Linked DNA regions of Gasterosteus aculeatus: region 2 is linked to region 1. Evidence: chromatin contacts called from public Hi-C data. All regions are on one chromosome and are shown on one strand. Each heading gives the region's core, a stretch centred on a gene start, on an enhancer-like site or on the middle of the called end of the contact. The rest is flanking DNA. Distances are from core to core; before and after follow the strand shown.

What was found. Hi-C and Micro-C count contacts between places; a contact is called where the count stands out from the background.
Region 2: a Hi-C map of liver shows a contact between it and region 1, with 16 times the contacts expected there. The contact joins the promoter of edn1 here to the enhancer-like site in region 1. A contact is called at or near these places in 6 of 6 Hi-C or Micro-C datasets (blood and trunk muscle, liver, skeletal muscle and 2 more).

What each region holds. Positions count from the first base shown.
Region 1 is chr10:4,072,276-4,078,602 of fGasAcu3.hap1.1, reverse strand. No RefSeq gene overlaps it. Among protein-coding and RNA genes, the nearest start is that of hivep1, 8.9 kb to the left of the region's middle. Within about 2 kb of position 3,077, at least 3 of the 9 cell types and tissues checked have open chromatin away from gene starts, as enhancers often do. A contact at or near this core is called in liver, where this site is marked.
Region 2 is chr10:4,123,968-4,130,294 of fGasAcu3.hap1.1, reverse strand. edn1 (endothelin 1) reads right to left here and starts at 2,314. Exons shown (of 5, transcript XM_040187992.2): 1 at 2,055-2,314; 2 at 1,719-1,872; 3 at 1,367-1,495; 4 at 1,108-1,206; 5 at 42-706. The coding sequence starts at 2,244. The coding sequence ends at 571. All of the region lies in intron 2 of LOC120826063 (a long non-coding RNA gene), which reads left to right.

The sequences.
Region 1 (6,327 bases), core at 1,828-4,327:
GGCAGACAAAAGGGAAACCATGAACTCACAAGGTTCTCGCAGACGTCTTCCACGGCACGCTGGGATCAAGGGGTCAAAGCACGCGGCCGGGCACAGATCCAGAGATACTCATCAATATAAAAAGGAAGCAATGTGTGTGTGTGACCAGCCTTGACTGTTGTTGGCCCTTCGTGGGAGAACATTTGACGGTAATCCCACGTCGTCCATCATGGCTGCAGAGCAGTGATGATGGGAAGACAGCTGACTTTGTTTCACCTCGAGGCAAATGCAGCGCACAACGATACAAACAGCAAAGGCCTGTGTGTGACTGTGTGGGGAAGAAAGCCCAGATTTAGACCTACTTCATATGGACATTTGTCTGTGTGGATCTTCTTGGTTAGAGCCGAAATCCACTCAAGCTAAAAGACACTTTTTAAAAAGGCCCAACTTTGAGAATCGCACCGTATGTGGATTTGATGTTTAATCAGTGGAGCTGAAGTGGAACATTTTACACTAATCACTGCCGAGAAAATCACTTTTCCCGACGTGCTTCACGCGCAGCGCTGCTTCTCGGAAACAGAAGAGGGGCTGGCTGAGGTGAACAGCCTTTTTCAACAGGTTGCTCTGCCCCTGCAGGCTCTCAATGCCATGCAAAATGAGCCCTTAGGAAAAATACCGTCCCCCCACACACACACTGACATTTTCCCCCCACCGTTCCCATGTGACCTACTTATTGTCCAGAAGGGAAAAAGGTTATTTCAGCCACTCTTTAAAGCACGTCCAGCAGCCCGGCCGTGGGTGGAGTCACTGCCACACACTTGGTGCCAGTGGATTTTTACGACGGCCCGGCCGAGTTTCCATTCTGCTGCAGGCGCAGAGCCTGCAGAGCGAGACGCCGAGGACATCGCCGCGTAAAGGGATGTGGGGGGGCCGAGGCCGGACACGCAAAAACCCAGATGCTGGAGGGGAGTGTTTCTTTGGGGCGGGCGGGCTGGTGAGGTGTCAACATTTCCAGTGACGTTACCACGTGAGGGAAAAGTCCCTGGTGTTGGTGAGGCCGGGCTGCACTAATAAGGGAAAGTGCTTCGAGTGTCTGTTTATACGACAGTAAATGTGGGGAGAGAAATTCAATAATTCCATCCCAGGGTGGAGTAGAAGAGGAATTTTTTATTATTGGAATGCTAGTTAAAAGGAACGTTTCCCCCCCAAATCCACAACACACAGTTGTCTTCTACTTGTGAGATTGCCCCCTGCGAAAAAACAATACCTCCGAAAACGCATCATACCACAACTATATATATATATACACTCAGCGGCCGGCAGCAACTCAATGCATTCAGGCAGGTAGACGTGGTCAAGACAACTTACTGAAGTTCAGGCTGAGCATCAAAATGGGGAAAAAAGGGATTTAAGTCACTGGCAACTGTGTTTGTTATTGTTGTTGTTATTGTATACACAAAGTAGCATTTCAACTAGAGAATTCGAACTGAAAAATAATGTCATTTTAAATAAAATACTTTTTTAGTCATAAAATGTAAGAAAATACAATTTTAGGCAGAATAGCAGGGACCACCCATGCGCACACACACACACACACACACACACATTACGCCACTATTGATTAAGTAAGTACGCTAGAGAGCCTATGAGGCCTTGTTAGACTAAGTGTGTTAGTTCTTACTGGGTTTACAAATCATTAAAATAGAAAAGAAAAAAAAAGTACTAATGATTAATTTACGAAACATTTCTTTGTGTCTTACATTTCTTAGATTCTCATTATTTCATTTTAAAAGGATTGTATTGACCCGTGGGAATAGAGAAGTGAAAGTGAATGAAGCTTTTTACTGGCATATGTCCTACTTCTTTTTTTAAAACAGCACATGAGAAACCAACATCTCCAATGTGACAAAGCACCTACGGGTTGTCAAGACCCATCAATGTGCCAGTGCACGCTTCCGAGTTCACTTCTTATGTAACTATTCCATCCCTTTACATTTAAAATCCTTTCCACTTGTTTGCACTCTGAAGTGCTGGAAAACATCCTCGGGAAGAAGACGGAGGGAAAAAGGAATGAATAAAAAAAACAGGGGAAAAAGAATCAAGTCAGCTCTATTGTTTCTACTTTCCGATGCTTCACTGAGAAAACAGAAAAAAAGGAAGAGGAAAGAAAGAGACAGACGCTTTGCTGAAGAGGATGCAGCTCGCCTGGTGCTTCATACATCAGCTGATTTATGAGCTACATGCAGCACTTAATATCCCTCTGCTGCCCCTGTGAGCCTGTGGAACCAGAGGAGGGTAAACAGTAAAGACATCCGGAGGTCAGATGTATTGATCTATTAATTGCTCGCTGAGTGCTGCGAGGTCAATGCCTCGCGCGTGTGACGTTTATAACCTCACACCCCCACGCGCATGTTTGTGTCACATTAAAGCCCCATTCATCTGCCGTTAGTCGCCATAAACCCCGTCATTTATTCTACCTCCAACTGCGCAGAACAGATACAACAGAAAAGGAAACATACTCAAACTAGAACATTTTAAATGTTCAAGCGCTATGCATGCTGTTATATGTGTGTGGTTTATTTGTTTTGTTTCAGTTGACTGGTTGAACTGGTTTGTTTCACTTCGGTGTCGTCCCTTAACCGACAAACATCTGACATCAACAGGAGAATATGATTGTTACTTGTTTGTTCCCTTATGAAATTCAGTGTGAAAGTAGGTCACTTCTTACTTAACACAACTGTCAAGGTCACGCAGAATACTTCAGATGCTTTCTTTAAAACTTCGGACGCCGACTTTCTTCCAAGGACCAAATCAACATCTTCTTTCACAGTCAAGTCTGATCGCTGCTGACGGACGACGTGGGAATAAAAGTCGTTTCAATCGTTTAGCTGTAATCAAAATCAAATGCCGGCAGCTGTCACGCTTCATCGCCGCTGAAGCTGCGGCTTCCCCATCCACCCAGTTACAGACAAGTAAAGGTGTAAGGTTGTAAATTGTTTTTCGAATGATGAAGCATTCATTCTGGTAAAGTACCACTGCTTTGACTGAAGTGGAAAACCATGAATCATACAGCAGTCACTGGTTTTATTTAGCTCTCTATCGCCCCCTGTGGAGGAAACAAGAAACACATGTCAGCCGGAACTCTTTTACACATTTATCCATCCGACCCCCCCAAAGCTTTTATTTCATTAGTCAGGAAGAGATGATATCCAGTCAAAAATAAAATCTCAATCTTTACAAACACTCTGGAAAATGCTGTTCAATTTTGTGGTGCCAGGCTTAAAAAATGCACGATAGCAACCCAGTGCAGTGCTGACTCCAAGGAAATGTGGTAACGTGGTGAAAAAAGAGGCAAAGTCCACACTAGGACGAAGCGAAGATGGCCGGGTCAAATAACAACAGGTCAGGAGACAGCTGTTTGTGTCTCCTCGTGTACAATGACGCACGGCTCATTGCATTTTGGCATCTTTCAGCTCACGGTTTATTCTTTTTTTACCTTGCTAAAAGACACTGTTGGCCGTCTCTGGGACGGGTGGACACAAACACAGGTCCTGGTGAATAATTAAGTTCTCCGTGTTGGCTGGCTCCGTCAGCTATTTAGAAAGTACCAAGAAAAACATGGGTTCAGCGTGGCTTCTAATTGAAATGTACGCATCACGCACGCCATCCTTGGTTCAACGGCGAGGACATTTCTCAGCACATCCTCGCGTCTCCACTTCTGCTCAAATACTATGACAACCTGATCTTTGGCTTCACTTCCTGTCAGGGTTGATAAGTGCTCGGCGCCGCAGCCTCCGGGCCGACTGTCAGTTCACTCGAGCCTCTGTCAACACTCGGATTCTCAGAGTCTGTCCACGCAGGACGGAGCATCAACTTCAAACCCAAACAGCAGCTACGTTCGGGGGGGTGGGGGCTCGTTTTTAAGAGCTACTCCTCACTCGAGTCCCACACCGATGAATTAATCATGCCTCGCATCACACCTCCCACGCTCCAGCTTATGTAACGTCAGCCACGCGTGGCGCCGCGTACGAGTACGCGTATGTTTATGAGGGTGTATTTATATCCAGACTGGGATGGAGGGAATGGTGACTCATTCTCCTTGCTCTTTATTTTTACCCCACAATCTGCCCACCCACCCATGGCATATTTCTAAGAGGAAGAAGAGAATTGGGGGATTGGTTTAGACGTTTCCCAAGCGCACAATGTTGTTATATCAATAATATCAAAGCATCCTCTTCTCCTGCTAACAATATTAATCAGAACAATGATACTAGGAAATTGCCATCCAAGAGAAATATTAATATCATAAGTGGTCCATAATGTATGAGCGATGGTTTATAAAACAGAGATCAATAAATCCAATCAATCAACTGGTAGCATTTGCCCTTGTGCAGTTTCACTCACTACCGATGACATTGATGTTTATATTCATGTATACGTTTCTAACGATACACACCTGAGCACAACTCCGCTTTCAAAAATGTTTTAAACAAGGTTTAACATCTGAAATCACACAATGAGTAAATGCCGTGCATCTACTTCCAGGCAAGGATTCATTGTGATCTATGAACTCAAAGAAAAACCGACTTCCATCCACTGTTCCTTGTTACTGTTGCCCACAGAACCGCCACTTACTGGACCCGACAGTGAGAAAAAGAAACATCGCGACATCACAAGAAGTGTTCCTTTGGCTGGTTGAGTCGAACAGTTAGCAATCGAAAGCCACAAACATCTATAAACACACTCTATGGACTCACGGAACGCTGGGGCGATTTATTAAAACAAGTGTGCCGTTTAACCACATGTCCACGGTGCATTGAGGTAAAGGGGTGTGCACGGTGAAGCAGGCTGGGTGTCAGCCGCAGAGGGGGAGACCATGGAGCAGCACAGGTGAGTTTATGCAGCTGACGAGCCTCCGGTATCAGCCAATGATCGGCTGCCGTCGGCAAGGACAGCCTCCAGAGCCGTGGGAAGGGCGTCACTGCGTAAGGTAATGACAACATTACCCGGCAGTGTTGTAGGGCAACGTTCAATATTTTGATTCCTACTTTTATAAAGTGGGGTCGACCGCAATCCCTGTTTTGACCAAATTAAAATGAGCTTCACATATAAAGTGAACTCCATCTCCTATGCCAAAAACTGATCACATGTGCTGCATAGTTTGTATTTTAAGACACAAATCCAGCATTATGTTTTATTACATAATGCTACGGCCGTCTGAAAAGACCGTCTGGTGCTCAGCGACCTGCTGTCTGGACCACACCTGCCCCCACATCACTGTCACATTCCTGCTCAGTGCCCCAACGCTAATCAGCATTTACCTCCAAAACCAACGCCGGTAGAAAAGGTCAGCTTCCCAGCCGGCGGACTGAGAGTAATGACCGCGTTTAATAGTTTTAATAGCGCTGCCGTCGCTGAGGTAAAGTCACAGGATGGCGGACGGAGCCCAGATCAGCGGAGACATCTCAACGGTGGCTTGTTATCGCCCCCGACCCCGTGTGTTCCATCAAAATGTCAGAGCCCACGCCTGGCAGGAAGGCTGAGGTCTGGGCAGCCAGGGCCGGAGGGGGCCCGATAGGCATCCACCATTGTCCCCTCCATCATTAACAATGCCATTCACTGTGGCATTTCGGTATCAGCCATGTGCTACACAAAGGCAAGAATGTGATCAGCCTCAGTAAAAGGTAGTTCACCCGTCAGTGTCAAGGATGGATACAGAGACACCCACAAAGAGACACAAAATAATCTTAACTTGATGCAGAACGGCTGCAGAGATACTCAAAACGACCCCAGTGAGACAAATAAAAAAAAGGGCCATGCAGGGAGGGAAGACAACCACTAAGAGACAAATCAACCACAGAAGAAGTGGCCATGGCCGTAGACCATTTAGAGTTAAAAGAAGCAGCTAAAGGGGGGGCTTGAAAGTCTGTGAACCCTCCAGACAGGGTCATTATACAAAAATGTAAAATAACCTCATTGACTATACATCCAACCGCCAATTCAGGTCCAGCCACGACATCTCTATTAGATTGAGGTCCAGACTTTAAGCAGTCCAATCCAGAGTATGCATCCTCTTTCTTTCAAGCCATTTATTTGTGGTTTTGCTGGTATGCTTTGGATTGTTCTTGGCCCAGCTTCAATTTCTTGACTGATGGCCGGAGATTCTGATCAATAATTGATGGGCCTGAGAATTCAGGTTTTCTTGGATAATATGGCGTCGTCCCAGAAGCAGAAAATCCGTTCCAGACCTTCACATTTCCGCCACCATGCTACACTGTTGAGAGGAGGTTCTTTTTTCATGTGACCAAATCATCTTGGACTCATCTGTCCAAAGAACCAGAAGGCCTC
Region 2 (6,327 bases), core at 1,065-3,564, 52 kb before region 1:
ACAATACAAAAGACAATAATGATGGAGTTGAACAGTTGTTGTTTTTTTTTAAATAAAAAGGTTTACAAATTTTATTTCAGTTTGGCCAAAATTTGGCAACTTGGTAACAAAACATTTCATAGAAATGACAAACCCAAGAACGTGACGGACCAATGTGGCCATCAAATTACAACGTGTGGAAAGAATAAATAAATGGAACACACACATATTTAGTTAAAATCATTAAATTACGATATCTTTGATAACACCAGCATAACGAAGGTCCTAGCAGCTAGTGTACAGCACAGCTAGACTAGTTTCAGTCAGTGGTAAAGTGCCTTGCACAAAGGCACATGGTCCACTCGATTACACACTATATCTTGTATAACAATTACATTTTGAAATATAATAAGCAGGACCGCCTTCATCCATACACAGCGCAGTGCTTTCCGTTTCCTGCAACGTCCTTCCAGTAATGTCCCTTTTGAAATACTATTTGTCCCATGAGTCCAAAGGGGGGGGGACAGTGACCCCCTAGGAGATGAGCGTCCTCTGAGCCGTGAGGCTCTCATTGTCTGTCCGCGGGGGCTTTTAGTGAAGGGCCGCGCGCTCGCCCTCCCGCGCCCTCGACCGGTGGCGCTGCCTCTCCCTCCACCTCTTGAGCAGCAGACTCGGGGCCGCCCTGATGGCCGGAGGCGAGACCCGCTGCTTGTTGCCCTTCTTCATCCTGCACACACACACAGACGGGAAACAGTCAGTCACCCAGATCGCCCAGGTTACGCCCGCCTTTGTGGACGGGTGGTATTCAGCAGACCGTCACCGGCGTTCAGGCCAATGGATGAAGAACACACTCCTTCTGCTGCCAGCTGATGGCCCTCCTCTTCTTAATGTTTAATGGTGTTTGTGCTCTATAGCCCACATTACTCAAACTGAGTCTTCTAGTCTTCTATTCTTCAATCTCAGGGTTTTATATCCTGCTTTAGACTTCATCTTGGAAGTCCTGCCTGTGTCTTAATCTCTGCAGGCTCACCATGCAAAATAAATAAACGGAATAAGTTCCCTGAGAGGGAGTGACTTTCTAATTACACGAGCGTTTCTTTCTGCCAACAGTTTTTGAGACTTTCTTACCTCTTAATCGTGTCCGTGTCGCCCGCCAGCTTGAGTTTGCACTGCGGCCCCGCACACGCACCGGCCTCGGCGGCGCGCATCGCCGTGTCCGTCTCATACCTGCGATCACACAGAGAAAACCCCCCCGCGGTGAGAAGAGGGGTCCGGTCTCACGGACAGGTGCCGCACCGACTCGTTTCTAGCGTGGCTGCGCGCGTGTCTTATTGCTGTGCACGAGGCGCGTGAGGAGCTGATAGCTGGGTTTGGGGGGGGCTGGTACCTGGGGGGGCTCTCCAGCTGGCAGAAGTTTGTGCAGGTCACGTCGTTTTGGCGCAGACACTGGCAGCGAGGATCCGCGAGCGCGCGCCTCGTCCGGGGAGCGCTGCCCAGTCCGTACGCGACCACGCGCCTGAACGCAAAGGGGACAGAAGCAGGTTAAAACCAACGAGACTCCAATATTATACATTTATAAATCAAAACGCACCAAGAGAAAACTATCATTTTGCTTTATTTGCAGTTAAAAGATCGCCTCCAATTAATCGATACTGAATATTTGCTCATTAATCTTCTGTCCGGTATTTCTGAAGTGTCTCCACTGGAGACGCGTGTTGGACCCGTTGCTGTGGACTTACTCAGGAGTGTTGACCCATATGATGTCCAGGTGGCAGAAGTAGACGCACTCGTTGTCCAGGAAAGTGGCGCAGGAGCAGCGTTTGTTGCGCACATGGCGCCGCGGCGGCGCGTCGGTGGAGGCAGCGGGTGTCTGCGCTGCGGGCGCCGACAGCACTGAAACAAGATGATCGGGATCAAAACAATGCCCCGTATTTTGACCCAACTGTATTTCACGATGCTTTGCGGCCATGATTCACATTGGAAGTGGAAAAGTAACACAGGTGGTATCAGACCAAAGGGGTGAGCTGAAGTGAAACTGAAGGTGTAATAAAGGGTTTAAATAGGTCGAAAGTTACCTGCGCAGATAATCCAGGTGTGCATCAGTGACAACGCGGAAATCCAAATGCACATGTCCATGACTCCAGTCCTCGAGAGAGCGAGTAATCCTCCAGTAGTGGCCAAAATAACCATCCAGTGTATCAGTCCGACGCAAAGGGACCCGGTGATGCTCCTCTGATCGGCAGGCTCTCTGTCAATGTGGCCCATATGTGCAGCCCTTTGACTTTATACACCAGCTCTCCCCCCTCCCCTCCCCTCCCTCCCTCCCTCCCTCCCCTGCAGCGGCGCGCAGCTGTGTCCTTTGGGCTCACACGCAGACACGCAGCTTGTTAGTGGCCGTGACACCGAGCTGAGCAGGTCCAGTGGGCTTCGGATCCGTATCGGGGGATGGAGAACCGCCCCCGCCTGGGTGGATGGAAGACCCCCCACCTGGGTGGATGGAGGACCCCCGCCTGGGTGGATGGAGGACCCCCGGCTGGGTGGATGCGACCTGTATGTTGTCGGACTCTAGTGTTGGAATTGCACTTCTGAGCCGGCAGGTGGCAGCAGAGCGACAGGACGGATGTCTGAACCGCTGCTGTGCACAGGGACGTTTACGTGTTATAGAAATATAAAGTGTACGAAGCACAGATATGAAGTGCTTGATTTAATTAGTACTGAAGAAGCAGTGCGGAGTACAGCTCAAGGGGAGTTTGTATTCAACGTTGAGAGAATGTAAACTTATTTAGCAAGGAAGACAAACGATATAAGATAACTTTATATTTTTCTATTTATTAAAAATGTAATAAAGGGGATATATATATATATATATATATATATATATATATATATAACAACAGGGAAAATCTAAAGAGCAGCCATTTACTGCAAAATGTACAACATTGAATTTGTCCAGGAATACAGAGAGGAGGTGGGAAAGAGAAAATACAATTAAACGCTATAATAATAAGATTGGCTGAGTTTAGAGACTTCTTAAGATACTCGTGATTAAACAATGGTTCCAAACAAACTAATAACTAGCTGGGGTCTCCCGTTAATTCTCGCATGTGCATCAAATATGCCCCTGAAGTGAAAATAGAATATCAAAATGCTAAAATACTACCTTGTAGATGTTCTGGCTTGCAACAGTAAAGGCATGTCAGCCCTTCAAAGGCAGGGATGCTGTCAAACTAGAGAGCCATCGCCTCTGTGCACACGTGCTGCCTGTAGAGGGAGCCCTTTGTCTCCAGAATAGATAATGCAACGTCGTCTTTCTGGAGATTTCATATTTCAACGGGTAATCAAGAGGCATCAGCCAGTGCTTGAAATGCACATGTGTACGTATCAAAGTACTTTAGGAAGTATTCATTTGAACTGATTCTGTTGTCATACGTTAACCATTTTGAGTCAATATAAGGCCCCTTTTGCGCTGTACCTTGTGTTCCACAATTGCTGTTCTGTTTATTAATGATACAAAAAACAAGCTCTCTGAGGCCCGATATGTCCAGAGCTCACAGGAGACGGACAGGAGACGGACAGGAGACAGCAGATAGAATGAGAGAGCTGACGTGATGTGTCATTGTCCAATTTTCTCCAGTTCGATTTTTAAAAATGTATTTTATTTATTATTTTTGAGTGTTTCTGTCTATTTCTCTTATCAGTACGTTTCCTTTACTTGGATATACATTGTAAAGGGTCTTTGGGTTCCAAGCGCTTTAAAAAACAAAACCATTATTGTTGTTGTTGTTGTTGTTTCCTCAGCACTAGCAGACCACGGCCTCTAGGGGGCTCTCTCTGCTTTGCTGCAGCTTCCTGAGGAGGGGGGAGAACTCTTTGTTAAAGACAGGTTTCCCTCATTGACGGCCTGACAGTGTTTGTTCACGTATTGAGGATTTATTTATATTTTTCTTGTAGGTGGTACCAGTAAAACTAATATAATTATTTATTCATCAAGTAAGTGCCATCGGTTTGATTGGCTTTTAATGAAGTGGTGTCATTTTAATGGGCACACAGTTGTCTCCTCCTGAACAATTTCATATCATAAAAATCTCATAAACAGTACATTATAAAAAAAATGTCAAATGTCATTATAGTTCGTTTCAAAAAGTCCTAGTAAAAATGCCACGTGAAGTGGAATATAATAAGTAATTTTGTAGTATCTCATCGAAGTTCCATAAAACGGTTATTATAGTTTGTTGGAATAAACGTCACAGCGTAATGATTCAGTCAAAATGAATAAACAATATGATAGACTGCTTTTATATAATTTAAAATTGCTAAAAACATGTATATTGTACCATAAAATATAATTAAGAAATGTGGTGTCAAAAAAGACACAATATAAATGACATGATAGTATGCAATCAAGACAACTCATAGTACAGTTTGTCCAAAACCAGTCTCAGGATAGCAGGACACAAATAAAACGGTAATGAAACGGCGTTACGGCTGGACTACAGTAAAGCCAGCCGGGGGCTCAGGTCCCTGCAGGGAACCAGGCTTCGACCGTAGCGAGGGGGTATGAGAATGTGCCCGGGACGGCTCAGTCTACGATCTGGAGAGGTGACGGGGTCCCAAGCAGGTTTTTATTTAACAGACACACAATGACACACACGCACACATCAAAGTGACAGATGAGGAGACTGGAGGCTTAATGGATGGATGTTGGGAGACGAGATTGCGAGCGTTTTTGTGCGCATGTAAAAAAAAACTAATATAGTGGGTCATAAAGAAGACATTGAATAACTTGGAGTACTATATAGTATTTGATGTACATGCAATAATGTTGAGGAAAATGTCCTGGGAAAAGTTGTTGATCACATTAGAGAATGACGAGTAAAGCAGGAGTTGTCTCGCTGCAGCTCACTGCGGAGTATTTGAACTCAGTTCACATTACTGATCAGTATGAACATGTGCACAACCACAACAAAAAGTAAACTTACATAGTTACGCCATCTAGTTTCCTGTGTTTTCTTTGCAGGATCTGGCTTGCATGGAGAGGCACATGTTCCCCCTGCTTGCATGGATATTGTTTTGTTTGTTGCGGACAACAGTCAACCAAGGAGCGAGGGATTCAATGCTGTAATAAAGACAATAGTTAGCAAAGTACTCTTGAAAATATAAAAAGGAAATACAACTGTAAGCGTTTCCTTTAATGGTGTTAGCGTCTCTGCCGGTTTGGAAGCTCCATCGCAGATAACTTCTGGGATTCACTTACCTGTTTTAGCCCAAAACCATGATCACCCTAAACAAAGTGGTTTTGGTGAAGGGATCTAATGACACCAGACCAACGTCACTGCAAGACGGGAGAAAAGGTAGCGGGATGTCCCGTCTCTAACACACACGACAATAAAGCCTCTTTGCAACCAAAGTTATAACAGGAACTTTCAACAAATATTCAACGTAGACTCATATGTTCCACCAGCCTCAACGTAATGCAGTGCAAAAGTGTTAAAGTAACATCCTGGAAACTTTACTCCCCTGATTCTACCTGCTGAAAAAGAAGCTACCAAACCACATATCCACATCCTGTTTACTTGTTGTCTGTGCTTGCAAACTCGCTCGTATACAGGTACGCAAGTCAGTGTTTCCTCTACCACTGTAACAGGGCGCGCCACCCCCTGAAACGTGTGCAAAAAATCGAGATCATTTTTATATTTTCTTATTTTGTTATATTTTCACACACTGACATGAATATGTATGTCGCTTGCAGCAGCGGGGCAGAAAGAACCAGAGTGACTTTTCTCCATGGGGGAAAAAAAGGTCCACAGCTGTGTCCCAATGCGGCGGCTGCATCCTCCGAAGGACCCAGCCAATGCGTGCTACGTGGGCTGGGTCCTTTAACGACCGCAAAGGCTGAACCATTGTGGTTGCCTAGCAACCCGCTGCGCTCGACAATGAAAGCCTTGTAACTCGAAAACGTATAAAATGCAGATAGAGATGGTAACCTTATTTCATTTAATTTACTATGATATGCTTTACCTCTTGAGCATGATAGATTTTGGGCTAAGAGAACACTTTCCAGTCATCCATAAGATAATACAACATATTTCCAAGCTTCACTAGCAGATCGTTGATTTTCATCGGCCCGCAATGAATGATGGGATAAGCTGGGCCGCAGAGGGTGCATCAGATGGGAAGCGTCCTCCAAATCGCAGACCACATTTGAAGGATCCGCCGGAATGATGAGCAGCTTCATCAAAAGGACTGCAGTCCACTTAGGTTAGGCAAATATATATATATATATATATACATATATATATATATATATATATATATATTTCTTTAAAACAAAGACTTTAAATAGACCAT